Linked DNA regions of Mus musculus: region 2 is linked to region 1. The links are chromatin contacts, called in public HiChIP or PLAC-seq maps. All regions are on one chromosome and are shown on one strand. The core of a region is the stretch at or near the end of the contact, and the rest is flanking DNA. Distances in the headings are between cores, read along the strand shown.

Region 1 (7,511 bases), core at 3,649-6,148:
TTGCTATGTGAAAGGACACTTTGTATGCATCCAGAGGTCTACCTGGTGAGAAACAGAGTCTCCAAGGTCAAAGCCAAGGACTGCACCAGCCTGGGCAAGCCTCTGGCCTGCACTGTTGTTCTGTTAGGTCCTAAGCCAAGCCTACTACTCACTCTGCTCAGCCATTCCCAGGTCCTGACTCTAGGTTTGGGGATAAGTATTGAAGGGCAATAGATGGTTAATGTGTTAATAAGATTAGATTATGAGACTAAGCGCTACTAGATGAAAGTTATTGGATTTTGATAATTACTCTTTTCCATTTCTCCCTTCATTTTGAAAAACAAGGTTTTTCAAAGTCCTCCACCCTGGGACTGTAATTCAGTGGTACATTGCTTGCCTGGCATGTATAAAGCCCTGGGTTTACTTCCCATACTGAGACAGTACATTGTTTTGCTTTGAATAGTTTCCGTGCTACTTTGTAATCTACGTGCCCCTTTATTTTAACTCTGAATAAGAAGCCAAGAGCTTAGAAACAGCCAGCCCAAGATCCCAACCACCAGTAATATAACTGCAGTAACAAAATAACAAACAACAAACAAACAAACAAAAATAACAAGAACAAAACAGTGGCTCCCCACCCCCCAGCCCCATCCTTGTTTTGTTGCTGTTGTTGCTGCTACTTTGAGAACAGGGTCTTATTATGTAGCCCAGACTAGCCTGGAACTCAGTATGCTGTCCATACTGAGCCTCAAACTCTACCTTCCCGCCTCAGAAACCCAAGCACTGCATAAATAGGTACCCAACAACACATCCAAATTCAACGCCCACCTTCCCCATGAAGCTCATCAAAATATCTCTAGGACAAGCTGAGTGAGCCTCATCTGAGTGCTTGGGAGCAGAAATGTCCCTGATGAGGCAATATTCGCATACACATAATGAGCTGTCTTGGGGATAGAACGAGTCTAAACATGAATCATATTTATGTACACAGACGAAAGGTAATTTCATGCAATGTTGTGAATGAACCATGTTTGGGCACCTTGTGGCATCAGGCCCCCGGCTAGTCTGAAACTGCGTTTATGGTCACAGACTCACAGAGATCTGCAGGCCTCTGCCATCTCAGTACTAGGATTACTTTAGTATTTAATCCAAGCACTTGGGAGGCAGAGGCGGGATTAAAGTCATGCATCGCTATATCCAGCATACTTTTTTTTTAATTATGTCTATGTGTATATGTGTGTGTGCCTTCATGAGTTTATGCACACCAGGTATGTGCAGGACCTCACAGAACTCAAAGGAGGATATAGCATCCTCTGGAACTGGAGTTAAAGCTAGCTATGAGCTGCTATGTGATGGTAGGAATATAGACATGGGCCCTCTGTAGTTCCTTTGTGAAGATTAGGAATCAGCAGTTAAGAACTCATACTGTCCTTCCAAAGGACCCAAGTTTGGATCCCAGTGTCCCCATTAGCAGGCTCACAACAGCCTGTAACTATAACTCCAGGGGGATCTGATGCCTTTTTATGGACCCCACAGGCACCCACACTCATACCCACATACCCACACATTGACACAGGTATATGCATATAATTAAAAAAATAAAAAAACTGGGGGGGTGTGGGCTCATGTCTTTAATCCATGCACGCTGGAGGCAGTGGCAGGCAGATCTCCAAGTTTGAGGCCAGTCCAGTCTACAGAGTGAGTTCCAGGATACACAGGAAAACCCTGTCTCAGAAGCAAAGCAAAAAATAAAAAAATAGGGCTAGACTGATGGCTCAGTAGTTAAGACTGCTTGTACTCTTCCAGAGACCTGAGTTTCCCGAACCATGTTGGATGTTACAGTTACCACTGTAATTCCCACTCTCAGGGAATCTGAAGCCCTCTCTTATGGTCTCTGTACACAAGTGGCATGCGCGCGCGCACACACACACACACACACACACACACACACACACAAATAAAATTAAAGCTACAAGATAGTACGTAGCAAGTAAATTACAATTATTCACTTATTTGCATGTGGGAGTGTGTGCCAGGGATGTCAGAGGCCATCAACCTGACCCATCCTGCAACCCTCATGTTCCCTTTTCTGCAGTATTTTTCTAGCTTGAAAAGAGAAGCATTCATTTCCTTCTGCTCAGGATTCACTAAGGTGATGAGGTCATGGGTGTGAAGGCCCTAGGGGAGAGAGGCTTTCTTTGCTCCAGGCAAATCTTAGCATAGCTCCACAAGCTACTCTCAGAAGAAGCTCTGAAATGGAGTTTCAGAGGATAATTTTTTGCTGCTCAAGGAGCTAAAGTCAACAGTTATCTGAGCTCCAAACTGAGGACCACGGCAGGAAAGGACTTCTTTCACAGCACAGAGGTCAGAGGTCAGGGGTCCGCTCCAGGAGGCCGATGTTCCAGCTCAGAGCTCCCTACCTCTGCCTACACATTGTGCAACTAAACATGATGACACAGAGTTGGCTTAAGGGACAGGGTGATCCAGTCTTCACAAGGGTATTCCCTAAACTGCTCCACCTTCTGGGTGTCTCGCCAGGGCCACTAGACCCCAGGATCCTTTCTTTAGGTCTTGGGTTTGAGGCTCAGTGACAGAGCACATACATTGTATACACAGGCCCTGGATTCAACACCTAGCACCACAAAACAAAACCATAAGCCAGGTGTGGCAGCTCACTTCTGCAAACCCAACCCTTGAGAAGCTAAGGCAGAAAGATTGCTATGAGTTTAAGAGTCATCCTGGGCTAGGTATTCACTTACAGCCAACCTGGGCTATGGTGATGTTTGGTAACGATAATAACAAAATGAATCCTCATAAGTATAATATATATTGTTATACTACATATTGTTGTATTACTATATTATATATATTAATTACTTCAGAAAGCCAGTAAGTGGTATGATTCTTTTATAGACACTAGAACTGGAAGAGTGAGAATAGAGGGGGAGTAGGAGGGGGAGGAGAAAGAGGAAGAGGAGGACACTATTCCTCTAGAGGACGCTGAGTCTTTGAACACTGGTGTCTTAGAGTCCTGTTTACTAGTATCTGCACATCTCTGATGTGCCCGACTCTCTCACACCTTGTTACACTGTCTCCTTTATGTCTCCTTTAATCGCTACAATGATTCAAAAAGCCAGGAAACTCTACCTTGTGAGAGATCAGAAGGCTGAAGCTCCGGGGTTAAATACTGACCCCAGGAGACACAGCTCATGAGTAGGAAGGCCTAGGCTGGAGAGAGGACACAAGACTTGAACTTTTAACCAGTGAGACCCATGTTAAATTGGAGTGGAAGCCTGCCTACCCAGTTCTACCCCACTCGACCTACATCAACATAAGAGTCACTACTCCTTGGGGACAGATGGGTCACTAGCTGTGTTAAATATGATGATATAACTCCAGTTAATACCAACCTCAGTCCTGAAAGGTCTGTTTTCAGTCCTGATTTTACAGATGAGGAGACAAAGGCTCAGAGAGGCAGAACAACTTGCCTGAGGCTGCCCAGCTGGCAAGCCAAGGGCAAACTTTCAGGTTTCTGGGTTAAGCTTTGGTCTGCAAACTATCTTGGGTAAGACTTACTTCCCTGGCTAGATTGGAGGTAGCACTTGACCAATACCTCCCTGCACTTAGCAATTTGTCTTGATAAGGTGCCTGTTCATCTCCCATTAAATCCTGTGTCCCCAGAGGCAGACACAGAACAGAGAGGCCCTCAAGCTATTTTTTTCCTTCACTGCTGCCCTCTGAAGAGCAGCCGGGCAGCCTCCACTCTGGAATCCTGAGGTCACCAAGGAGTCTGTCACATGGACTAGCTTGACTGGCAGGATGGACTTTACCAAGTTTTTTTTTTTTTTTTGGTCTGTGCTTTGTGCAGACAGGGTCTGAAGACAATGGGCAGGAACCACAAGAATGACACCTGAGAGGTTTAAGGATTTGTACCAGGAAGAAGCCTCAGGTTCATTCCCAGAAGATAAGCTGCTAAAACACAGAATACTCCTGGGAGACCTCTGGGTTGAGAGGCACTGGGAGGAAAATGCTCTCCACTCCACAACTCTAGACCAGCATCTCCGGAACTCAGTTGAGATTAGAGCTTGCCCCCAAACAAGTACAACTGGTTTTGCCCAGCACTTCCCAGGTGGTCTGGCTCCATCTTGTATCCTACCTACCTAGCTAGCTCCCAACAATAAACGCTTTCCAGCAAGCACTGGGGTTTTTCTTCTCTTCTTGTGTAATGTGCCAAGGCCTCATGTAAGGCCTTCATTTTAAATTAAGCAATGAGACTAGAAGCCGCCATGCAAAGGAGTGGGGTGATTTCAAAGGCAAGATAAGCGCTGCTCTCGGCTCCTTAAACTCTGCTCTGAGCTTTGGGATTCCTGGTTGGGGAAGAAAGTACCCTGTCGGCCCAGTGCTGAAGTGGAAGCAGGGCAGTGTGGGCAGGAGAGATGAACAGAGACATGCTTCTCTGGAAAGCCTGCAGGCGGCAGGGTATGCATGTGGAAAGGCCAGGTACCCGCATTCCTATATGGGTTCTCTGCCCTACCTCCCTGCCTCAGTTTCCCCATTATGCAGAAAAGGATGGGGCTGCCTCTCGAAGACTCTCTAGGGCGATCCGGAGGCCTGTGTTCTGCACTACACTGCTCTCTGCAGCTTTCCGGAGGGTCCCGAAGCCGGAGGACCGTGCGGAAGGTAAACTGAGAAACGACTGCAGCTCTGGCCACGGCCTGCGCCCTGACAGCAGCGTCGGGCTCGGAAACAGTGCATCCGGGCTGGAGACAGAAGTTCCCGCGGGTCGAACGGCCACTTACCGGCATGACTGACGCGGCACACACGGGCAGTGGCAGCGGCGACGACGACTGGAACTCCTCTCCCGGACACCAAAGCTGCGCTTCCGGAGAGCGCTCCTGAAAGCCCCGCCCTCAGGCCAACCCATCCTTCGGCCAGGCCCCGCCCTAGGGCTGGGCTCCACTTATGCCCCGCCTCTTCCGGGGCTAGCTTCGTCAAGGCCCGGCCCTTTGAGGAAGGATCTGCTAAATTCCCTGTCCCTTCCGGTCCAGTTAGAGCTAGGTTCCTCCCTTGGGCTGGCCTCCTCTTGCTTACCGTGCCTTTCGATATGAATATTTCACTAGGTCCCGCCTCTCTTTTGGGTTAGGTCACGCCCCTCCGGACGCGGAAAGGCCAGGCTTTTTTGAGGTCAAGCTAAGGCTATCTTGTGGAGGCCAGACCTGCGTTTTCTGCTGGGTCATTTCTGAAACAGGGCTAGGGAATGCAAGGCCAAGGCTCTGGGAATAAAAGATCTGGCATCTCCCTAAAGGGACCATCTCTCTTGCTTACCACTCAACTCAGTCCCTAAACTACAGTGGCCTGACCTAGGGCGCCAGGCCTGTTGACCCGGATACTAACGTGGCTGAGGCAGAAGATTTCTGGGTTCAAGGCTTACTGCGGCTGCAAAGTTCAAGGGCATCCTGGACTTCTTGAGACCCTTTCCTGAAAAAACATATTAAAAAAGAAATCCAAATTTAAGGCACATAGTAGATAAATTCACAACTGTAATCCCAGTGCTTGAAAAGTTGAGGCAGAGCTGGGCCAGGTGGTGGTCATGCCTTCCTTCAATCCTGGCCCTCTGGAGGCAGAGGCAGGTGGATCTCTTAAGTTCAAAGCCAGCCTGGTCTACAGAGCAAGCTCCAGGGCTATGCAAAAAACAAACAAACAAACAAACAAACAAAACAAAACAAAAAACCCATGAGACTGCGTCCTTCCCACCCAATTATGGCAGCCCCAGTAAACCGAGTTACTGCATGGGTAACTGACACCCATGAAGAAGATTGGCTTCCTCAAGAGTGCCAGAAGGACCAACCGACTGGATCTATCTCCTCTACCAGCCATTTGTGTCCTTGAGCTGGAGGCTGAGAGGAGATCCCTAAACTAAGTAGGCAATCTGCCATTTTGTGTGTCAGGATGGGTTCAGTCTGAAACCATGCTATAATTTGAACATAAAAGTTATAAGAAGTTGGCTAACAGGGGAAAGCCTAAGAATCTAAGACTAGCTGGATGGGGTAAGGGTGGCACACATGTGTCTATAAACAAGCATTCCCGGGGCTGGCGAGATGGCTCAGTAATTAAGAGCGCGCCGACTGCTCTTCCAAAGGTCCCGAGTTCAAATCCCAGCAACCACATGGTGGCTCACGACCATCCGTAACGAAATCTGATGCCCTCTTCTGGGGTGTCTGAGGACAGCTACAGTGTACTTACATATAATAAATAAATAAATCTTAAAAAAAAAAAAAACAAGCATTCCCCCTACACTCCAGAGGCTGAGGCAGGGGATTTATGAATTGGAGGCCAGTCTGAGCCTCATGAGAACCTGTCTTAAATAAAATGAACTAAAATAAAATAAATGTAAGAACATAATAGGCTGGGCGATGGTGGTGCACGCCTTGCTCCCAGCACTCGGGAGGCAGAGGCAAGCGGATTTCTGAGTTTGAGGCCAGCCTGGTCTACAGAGTGAGTTCCAGGACAGCTAGGGCTACACAGAGAAACCCTGTCTCAACCCCCCCAAAACAAAAACAAAAACAAACAAACAACAACAAAAAGAATTGGAAGCAGGGGGATTGCTGAAAGTTCAAAGCCAGTCTACACTACAAAACACCATGTCCCAAGCACTAATAACCCTTCACCCTGATACAAAAGTGTGATGGATGTGAGAAGATTCAACTGTCCAGAAGGTTAAGACATAAGTGTCCGAGAAACAGGTCCCCCTGCAGAACGTTCTGGCTGGGAGGCTTCTGGGAAAGCATCTATATCCCCAAAGGGAACTGATACCACTCTCTGCCTCCTTGCTCCAACTCCACATAACTTCTAGAGAACAAGGACCTTCCGTCTAGCTGTCCATGACAGAAATGTCCCAGAGGCTGATGCAAGAGCCACGGAGCTAGTGCTGAGCACTGATGGCCCCAGACTTATTCTGGGGGAAGGGAAGCCATCTTTATTTCATCTCCTGAAGTCAACTTTCTTTACTTGCCCTTGACATGCCTCACTGAGAGTCCTCACCTGATGATGTACAGCTTGCTTCTGGCCTTAATGCACCTAGTGTTGCGATGTCACCACACACAGTTCCCTAAAATTAAAAATAGAACAAATTGGTATGTGAGGAATTGTCTGCCATTTAAAGTTTTGCTAGATTGATTGACTGCCTCTCAGAACAAGGGAAAAGGTTATTCTATCTATCTATCTATCTATCTATCTATCTATCTATCCATCCATCCATCCATCTTCGACATAGGGTTTCTTTTGTATAACTCTGGCTGTTCTGGAATTCAGTCTTTAGACTAGTCTGCCCTGGGGCTCAGAGATCTGCCTGCCTCTGCCTCCTGGGTGATGGGATTAAAGGCGTGAGCCACCACCTCCACCCATGTAAGGTTTTAATTTTAAATTTAAAAAATATTTTTTCCAGGTTCATAATTTCTTGTACAAATTGAGTTTTACATAGTGGATTCACATCAGCTCCTTCAGGCACGGGACTTAACAGATGAGGTCAGACA
Region 2 (7,511 bases), core at 3,169-5,668, 530 kb before region 1:
TTCTCAGGCCACTCAGCAAGGACTCAGATTCCTTTCCTTCGGCCTGGGTATCCACCCCCCCGCCCCACAGAGTTTCTCTGTGTAGCCCTGGCTGTCCTGGAACTCACTCTGTAGACCAGGCTGGCCTCAAACTCAGAAATCCGCCTACCCCCGCCTCCCAAGTGCTGGGATTAAAGGCGTGCGCCACCACGCCAGTGTAGTGAGACTCTTAGGAAGTCCCTGCCTCTCTCAGGGACCATCTCCCTTCACGTAATTTGAGTTAGTCTGCATGATCTGATGGCAAAGGCCCTTTGAGATCCAGCACTCACACACTCCTGTTTCCCTAGAGACAAGAGGCATTGATCCTTGGTGACAAGTAGACCCTACGGCTCACCTAAGACACCCAAACTCAGTCTTGCCAAGGACAGAGAGGCTGGGGTAAACCTGTAATGTCTTCCCACAGGTCTCAGTCCAGAGAGGGACTTCCAAAGATCCCAGGAAGAGCGAGCAGGGAATGATGGTGACCACCAGGGGGCAGGAGAATCCTGAGCCAGCTCCTACACAAATGTCAGCAGTTGTCTCCAGGGGAAGGCAGCTTTCAATGCTGTCTACACCCCCACCCTCAAGATAAACACGGTGCAAGGGAGAAAATACCAGAAGCCAAGGAGAAGAGCCATGAGATCTGCTGTCAGAACAGAGCTCTCAGATGTGGCTTCATCCCAGGAACCAGTGTGTTACATTATTCTCCTGCCCTATCCCTCTGCCAGTCTCCAGTGGCCTGGACTTACCGCAGCCTCTCAGCAGCCAGATCCCGCTGTTCCAGGCCCTTGTCCAGCTTGGCCTTCAGGGCTTCATTCTCCTGGCGCAGCTGCTCACATAAGGTCTGTGGGGTAGATGAGCAGACAGTGGTAAGGATTAGAAGGGGTACATCCCAAGGCATGCTGACAAGGGGGCTCGAGCTACAGCCACTAGGTCCATCCCCCAGGCTTTTCTTCCATGGGAACCAGTGGTAAGGATGCCTGATGGAGACTCAGAGCTGGGTCCTGGTCCTCTCAATGACAATCCCCTCCTCTTCCCTTAACAGTCATCCCTGCCTAGACTCTTCCTCCTTGGCAGCCCTCCGAGGCTCACATCTCATCTCTTTCCCTAACCAAGGTAGATGTCCTACATTCACTGCTACATAGAGTATGAGGAGAATTGTGTCATGTCACACAGGGAGATTCCAAAACTGCTGGCTTCCTTTCTGACTAGCTTGGGTGGATGGAAGGACAGCCTTGCATTGGAGTTGTTGAACTCTGGGTTGAAGGCTGAGAAAGTCGAAAAATTGTTATTGTTTTTCAATGCCCAGTGGATGGCCCTGTGCCACATTTGATCTCAAAAAAAATATTTAATTTTTTTTCTTTTTTAGGTGAGGTCTTACCCTGTACCCCAGTTGGGCCTGAAACTTCCTATATCCCTCGGCACTGAATGCCCAGCAACCCTCTTGCCTCGGCCTCCTAAGTGCTGGGACTACAGGTATGAGTCTGCAATGTTTGTTGGGTGAATCAAGAAACATATCAGAGATGCAATGAGGAGGAATGGGATCCAGCTTCCTCTACCCAGAGGCTGAGAAACAGAGAGCGGCTGTGGCCCTGGGCAGGGACACCAGGGAACAGACTGTCCTGCTCCTGCCCTAAGGGAAGGCCACAGTGACAGTTCACTTGTTAAGACTATTCTTGGGACCTCTAGGTAAACGCCCTGGGTACAAACCAGATGCTGGACAAGCTCAGCAGCAGCCAAAGATCACCACCTACTCTATCAGAGAGTCTAAGAGCACACCTGTGAGCCCACTGGAAACATTGGTTTGTTTTTATTTTATGTATAATGTTTTTCCTGCACCATGCGTGCAGTGTCCACAGAGGCCAGAAGAGGGCATCAGATCCCCTGGAACTGTAGTTAGAGAAGGTTGTGAGATGGATGCTGTGTGGGCATTAGGCACCAAACCCCCACCCTCTGCAAAAGCAGCCAGTCATCTCTCCAACTTTGTCTTTCTGTTGTTATTGTTTTACTTTGTTTTCAAGACAGGGCTCCTCTGTGCATCTCTGGCTGTCCTGGAACTCACTTCATAGACCAGGCTGGCCTCCAGATCTATCAGCCTCTATCTCCTAAATACTGGGACCACAGGCATGAGTCCACTGTCTGGCTTCGTGTTGGTCTTTGAGATGGAGTCTAGCTACACAGTCCAAGGTGGCCTTGAACTTGAAATCCCCTAGAGCAGGCATTATGGGTAGAGCCTCCACTCCTGGCATGCTCACTCATTCTCTCACCAACTATGTATGAAGTGCCAGGCACTGGAGCAAAATGGTGGGTACGGTTTCCCTGTGAAGACAGCACTTAGTAGCAAGACAAACTAAGCAAACAAACTACCACTACCCAATAAAACAGAATTGTCGTGAACTGTTAAGAACCAAGAAAGGAATAAACAGGAGACTGATGTAAGAGACTGGGGACATCAGGGAACAAAGATCTATCTGCACGTGAGTGCCAAAAGGTGGGTGCTCAGAGTGATCCCAGCCCTGGTACCATGTCAGGTATTCTCTCTCAGGGCTCAGAGTGGGAACTCCAAAGCCTTAGTGGCCTCTCAAAGAGGTCCCCTCCCTGGACCTGGCTCTGTAGGCTCTCTACCACATACTGCCTCTCCAGTCTCCAGTGAGAGGATGCTCTGTGTACTCCTGGTCATACGGGCAGAGCAGAACTCACCCGCTCAAGGTTACACGGGGTGGATTCCCTCCTTTCATCAAGGTCTACTGGCACAACTGAGACCGCAGACCGACTGGCACAGAAGGAGAAGGGCCTACCCAGAAGCAGGGAGCCTTAATGTGAGAGCTCTACCCAGAAGGAAGGGGTACTCAAATCCTGAGCAGGGCCTCAGGCAGCCTCATGTTCATCATCTTTGAAATGGTTACCAATTAATGTAAGCGGATCATACTTAACTGCAAAGCCCTCGAAGTTAAGATGGCCTGCCCTGAGTAGATAAGCATCATCAAACGAAGCTAACAGTCACCCATCTCCCAGCACTGGGTTCTAGATTACACAAAGGCCTCCTTTGACGCAGTGTCCCAGGAGGGGGACACTGGTAGTTCCAATCCTTACAGGACAGGAGATTGGTGACTTGTTCAGGACCATACAGTAATGAGGATCAACCATTCTCCCAGCACAGGGAGCCTTCTAAGAGGGATTTGAAAAAGGAGGCAGGGAGGGAGAGAGCGTGGCTAAGGGTCTGAGATTTTTTTTTTTAAAAAGATTTATTTATTTATCATACGTAAGTACACTGTAGCTGTCTTCAGACACTCCAGAAGAGGGCATCAGATTTCGTTAAGGATGGTTGTGAGCCACCATGTGGTTGCTGGGATTTGAACTCAGGACCTTTGGAAGAGCAGTCGGCGCTCTTAACCACTGAGCCATCTCGCCAGCCCCTGAGATTTTAAATATGACAAATTAAAGCTGGGTGAAGTGGCTCATGTCTAGAATCCCTGCACTTAGGAGGCTGAGGCAGGAAGATGCTGTGAGTCTGAGGTTGGGCTGGGATATGAGTGAGACTATCTCAAAACACTTCCTGCTGGGGACAGAGCATACAAAGAGCTGCAGTGACAGCAAAGCAAGCCACAGGGGGTGCCCAGGTAGCAGAGGCAGGCAGAACTCTGATTCAAGGCCAGTCTAGTCTACATGGTAAATTCCAGGCTAGCTGGGGATACAAAGTGAGACTCGGGTCTTTAAAAAAAAAAGAAAACAAACAAGAACAAAGCAGGCCACACTCAGCCCGCCAGGCCTCACTCCCCAGGACACTCACTGTGAATCTGCAAGACCTGCCTCCCATTTCCTCATTTCCTTCTTTTTCTTCCCATAAATTCCTTACTGCAGTCACCACTGTGAACAAAAAGCTCCAAACAGGCCTAAAATCCAGCCTTCCGAAGTCCCCATAGCTAACCCCTACAGTGGGCAGGAGGCGCAGGGAGATTCTTGCTGGCCTCACCTGCAGGATGGAGGTGCGCTGCTCATTTTTATGCACTTTGGAGGCCAACCTGTTGAACTCGAGGGCCATGCGGCCCAGGTGGGTGAAGAGCTGGCTGTGGTCTGGCTCCTCTGCACACACGCTAAGGGTGGTCTCCAGGCGCTGCAGGTGGAGCTTCAGGTTGCTGTCCTCTGGGGGTGGGGGCCCCAGGTCCTGTGGGAGCAAGAGCATGATCTTCACCAAGCCTAAGGCGGCAATGCCGGCCGATTCTTCTATTGCTTCCCCATTCTTCATGACTCAGTTTCCCCTGTGGCCTCTGTTCAGCCCAGGGAAAATTTCCAGTTACACAGGTTCCCTATCTGGAGCTGACTCACAGGGCAGGACCTAGGACTTCCAGGCCACTGGCTGGCCTAACACCACCAAGGCCATCTTCCTCCTACGCTGAGTCTTACTGAGTGCCCGAGAGTAGTCAGTTCGCCCTCCCCCAGGCTGGGCATCCTTCAGCAGTATGTGTATGTATATCACTTCCGTCCTTCATTGCACAGCAAAACTGACAGGAGGGAAGGCAGAGAGGGTGTCTCTAACTGTAATGCACTGCTTCCTGAGCTCAGGGAGGCTCTCCTTAGGGGGCTGTGCCTGGGAGAGGACCAAACACCATGTTTCTAAGAATCACAGCTCTAATACTGCAGAGAACCCCAACCTAGTAAACGAAGAGAGAACAGCCTGGGCAGAGTAGTTCAGTACTGCTCTCTCCATTCCCTCTAGAACACTGCTACTGAAGCCACAGCCCTGGTCATACCCACAGCAGTCCTAAGGATCTCAGTGGGACCTTTCAATCCTGGCTCATAGACAGGCGTTAACTAGGCCTCCCAACCTTCTCCTGCCCAAGGCCCCCTGCAAGACCCCAGGGTTCTGTGGACCTCATTTCTATATATCCTGATCTACCCCAAATGTTCACACTCTTCATCACCTCCGGATCCCCTCCTCTAAAATAGTTCACAGACTCACCCAGCAGTTCCCCCCACCCACCCACCCACTTCCTACCCCCAACCACAACCCCCAAGTTCAGGCAAGGAATCACCCAGCAGATTCCTCCCAAACCCCAATACTTCAGGGAATCAGAGAGCAGAGCCACAGGGAGCTACGGTTCCCTCAGGCTGAGACAATGATGTATCCTGACAGAGAACTTGCTCATAGCAGCCCAGTCAGTACATGGCAGAGTGGCAGAGCCAGGCCTACAACTGGGATTTTCTCACTGTAACCCAGGGCTCTAGGACCTGCTAGTGAGCTCTGGGCAACTGAATGCTCGGCCTGTGTCCTATCAGCATCACATTCTAATTAAAAAAAAAAGCAGAATCAGTCTCCAATTGCACGTCCCTTTCCTACCACAAAGGACTAGGAGTGGCCAGGGCTGATCTCTGGAGGTGTATCAAGTGCTCAGGTTTCTCCAAGTAGCCTACAAGCTTCCAGCAGGAGTTGGTGTACTCCTGAGCTGGCGTAGACAGACTTTAATGGAAAAGGTAAGTTATCAGCCCATGACTGCGCGCTGAAACCTTTCTGAGCGAGGGAACCTCGCCTGCTCTCAGTCATGTCTCAGTCCTCAGGGACAGAACAGGACGAGATGCATATGGTCCCAGGAGACAAAACACAGAGCATCCTGACAGGGCGATCCTCTCAGCACTGAAGGTTAAATGCTGGTGTGAGATGGGGTGGTGTTTGCAGGTGAAGGGGAGGCCAAGTAGAGCTGGCATAGCAACAGTTTAATGGTCTATAGTGGGGCATGCTTCATGGTATGGACTTAGGAGAAGAGGCAAGAGGTTTGCCTCACACGAAAACAAAGCAAAACAGAACAGAATAAAGCAAACATTAAATAGGAGGGAGGGATGAGGAAAAGACAGGACTTTAAGGTCTCTGACAAATCTTGAAGATCTTTCACAGCAGCTCTCCAAGTCTGGCATTTTAAGAAAGAACAGAAGGACTGCACGGCTGGACTAAGGTTAAACACTGCAAGGTAGGAATGTGGATTTGAGCAGCCCCTCCGAAGCTGGAGAAACGCGTGCACCCCACTTGTGAACACAAAGTGTAACCTCCGGGCCATCTGCCCCTGGGAGGAGCCAAGGACAAGCACAAAAGGGTAAATCACTCCCACCCCTCCCATCAGCACCAGGCCGACCCTTTCCACACCTACAGACCCAAGAGGCTGAGTCACTGTAACTGACAGAAAGGTGATTGGTCCAGAGGCCAGTGGGGCTGGCAAGTGGCCCAGGCTTTCACAACAGTGGGGTGCCTGTGTGCCCCAAGCTGGGGAAGTCACCAGCGGGGGATTTGCATATGAGAGTAAGAAGCACCCCATGCTATAGCCCCTCTGTGTCCCCCATGTAACTACAGGGGACCCAAGGGATCTGAGTGTCGTGTCACGAAAGGGCAGGTGACAGACAGAGAGGAAAGAAAAGGATGTGCTGGAGGTGGGGGCGGGGATGCCTGTCTGCTCACCATCATGTTCGTAGGGTGGCTGCCAGTTTCGGGTGAATTCTGCTCCTCAGTAGGGACCACTTCAAAGTCCGAGGAGGCGCCCTAGGTAGAAGGAAGTTAGTAGCTGCCCATGATAAACGGACCCTGCCCCCAAGGAAGACAGAAGGGCAAACAGTGCAGAGTTCCTAGAGGCAATAGTCACACACTATTCATGAGATCACCCAAGAACCACAGGACTGCCATCACCCTCCTTGTGATCTGAGGTCATACCCCTCCATGGCCATTATTTATCAGTGAAACAGGGGTGTGGGTCGAGCCAACCTTGAAACAGTATTATTTATTTGCTCTCTCTCTCTCTCTCTCTCTCTCTCTCTCTGTGTGTGTGTGTGTGTGTGTGTGTGTGTGTGTGTGTGTGTGTGTGTGTGTGTGTGTTGGAACGGATGAGGAAACCAAGTTCACAGAGTCAACACACAAGCCAAGACTCTGCACAAGCTGGCAGATCCTGCCAAAGCAACCAAGCTATCTCCTGGGCTCAGGTGCCTCTTGTCACCCTGGCTGGCAGCAGCTACTACAGCCACCACCAAGGGAGGCCCTGCACCAGCCTCACCAACTCAACCCAAAGGTCATCCCAGGAGAGGACTGACCTGAGAACACTAAGGCCGCTCTGCAATGTGTCATCAACCAAGGCGCAGACTTCACTGGCTGTTCAATCAGCTGAGGAGCCCAGAGTTCATCTGAACCTGGCTCTAAGAGACCCTTAAATGTGGCGTGACTGGGGCTGGGGAGATGGCTCAGTGGGTGGAACATTCGCTACACCAGCAGGAAGACCTAACTTGGGATTTCCCAGCACCCATATAAACAGCACAGCTGGGCATCCCTAACTCACAGCTCAGCACGGGAGTGGACAGAGACAAGAGGATCCCTGGGGTACTGGCTTATCTGGAGATGGCAAGCTCTGGGTTCAGTGAAGAGATGTAAGGGATAAAGCAAGGAGCAGGAGACCTGATGCCCTCCTCTGTCCTCACCAGAACACACTCCACGCATATACCTCTTCCTTCATACCCCACCA

Evidence for each region. HiChIP or PLAC-seq counts read pairs in DNA pulled down with a chosen protein or histone mark.
Region 2: a contact with region 1 is called in an H3K27ac HiChIP or PLAC-seq map of bone marrow-derived dendritic cells, with 5 times the contacts expected there. The contact joins the enhancer-like site here to the promoter of Atox1 in region 1. A contact is called at or near these places in 1 of 39 promoter capture datasets (hippocampal neurons), 7 of 484 Hi-C or Micro-C datasets (the N1E-115 cell line, cortical neurons, embryonic stem cells and 1 more) and 3 of 115 datasets of contacts at active chromatin or transcription factors (bone marrow-derived dendritic cells and embryonic stem cells).

The regions. Positions count from the first base shown.
Region 1 is chr11:55,456,310-55,463,820 of GRCm38.p6, forward strand. It overlaps Atox1 (antioxidant 1 copper chaperone), which reads right to left and starts at 4,899. Exons shown (of 4, transcript NM_009720.3): 1 at 4,779-4,899. The coding sequence starts at 4,784. It also overlaps the pseudogene Gm12235.
Region 2 is chr11:54,929,998-54,937,508 of GRCm38.p6, forward strand. Tnip1 (TNFAIP3 interacting protein 1) reads right to left here. Exons shown (of 19, transcript NM_001199275.2): 6 at 6,464-6,544; 7 at 3,992-4,183; 8 at 768-862. Among named protein-coding and RNA genes, the nearest start is that of Tnip1, 29 kb to the right of the region's middle. Within about 2 kb of position 4,419, at least 43 of the 459 cell types and tissues checked have an H3K27ac peak or open chromatin away from gene starts, as enhancers often do. A contact at or near this core is called in bone marrow-derived dendritic cells and pro-B cells, where this site is marked.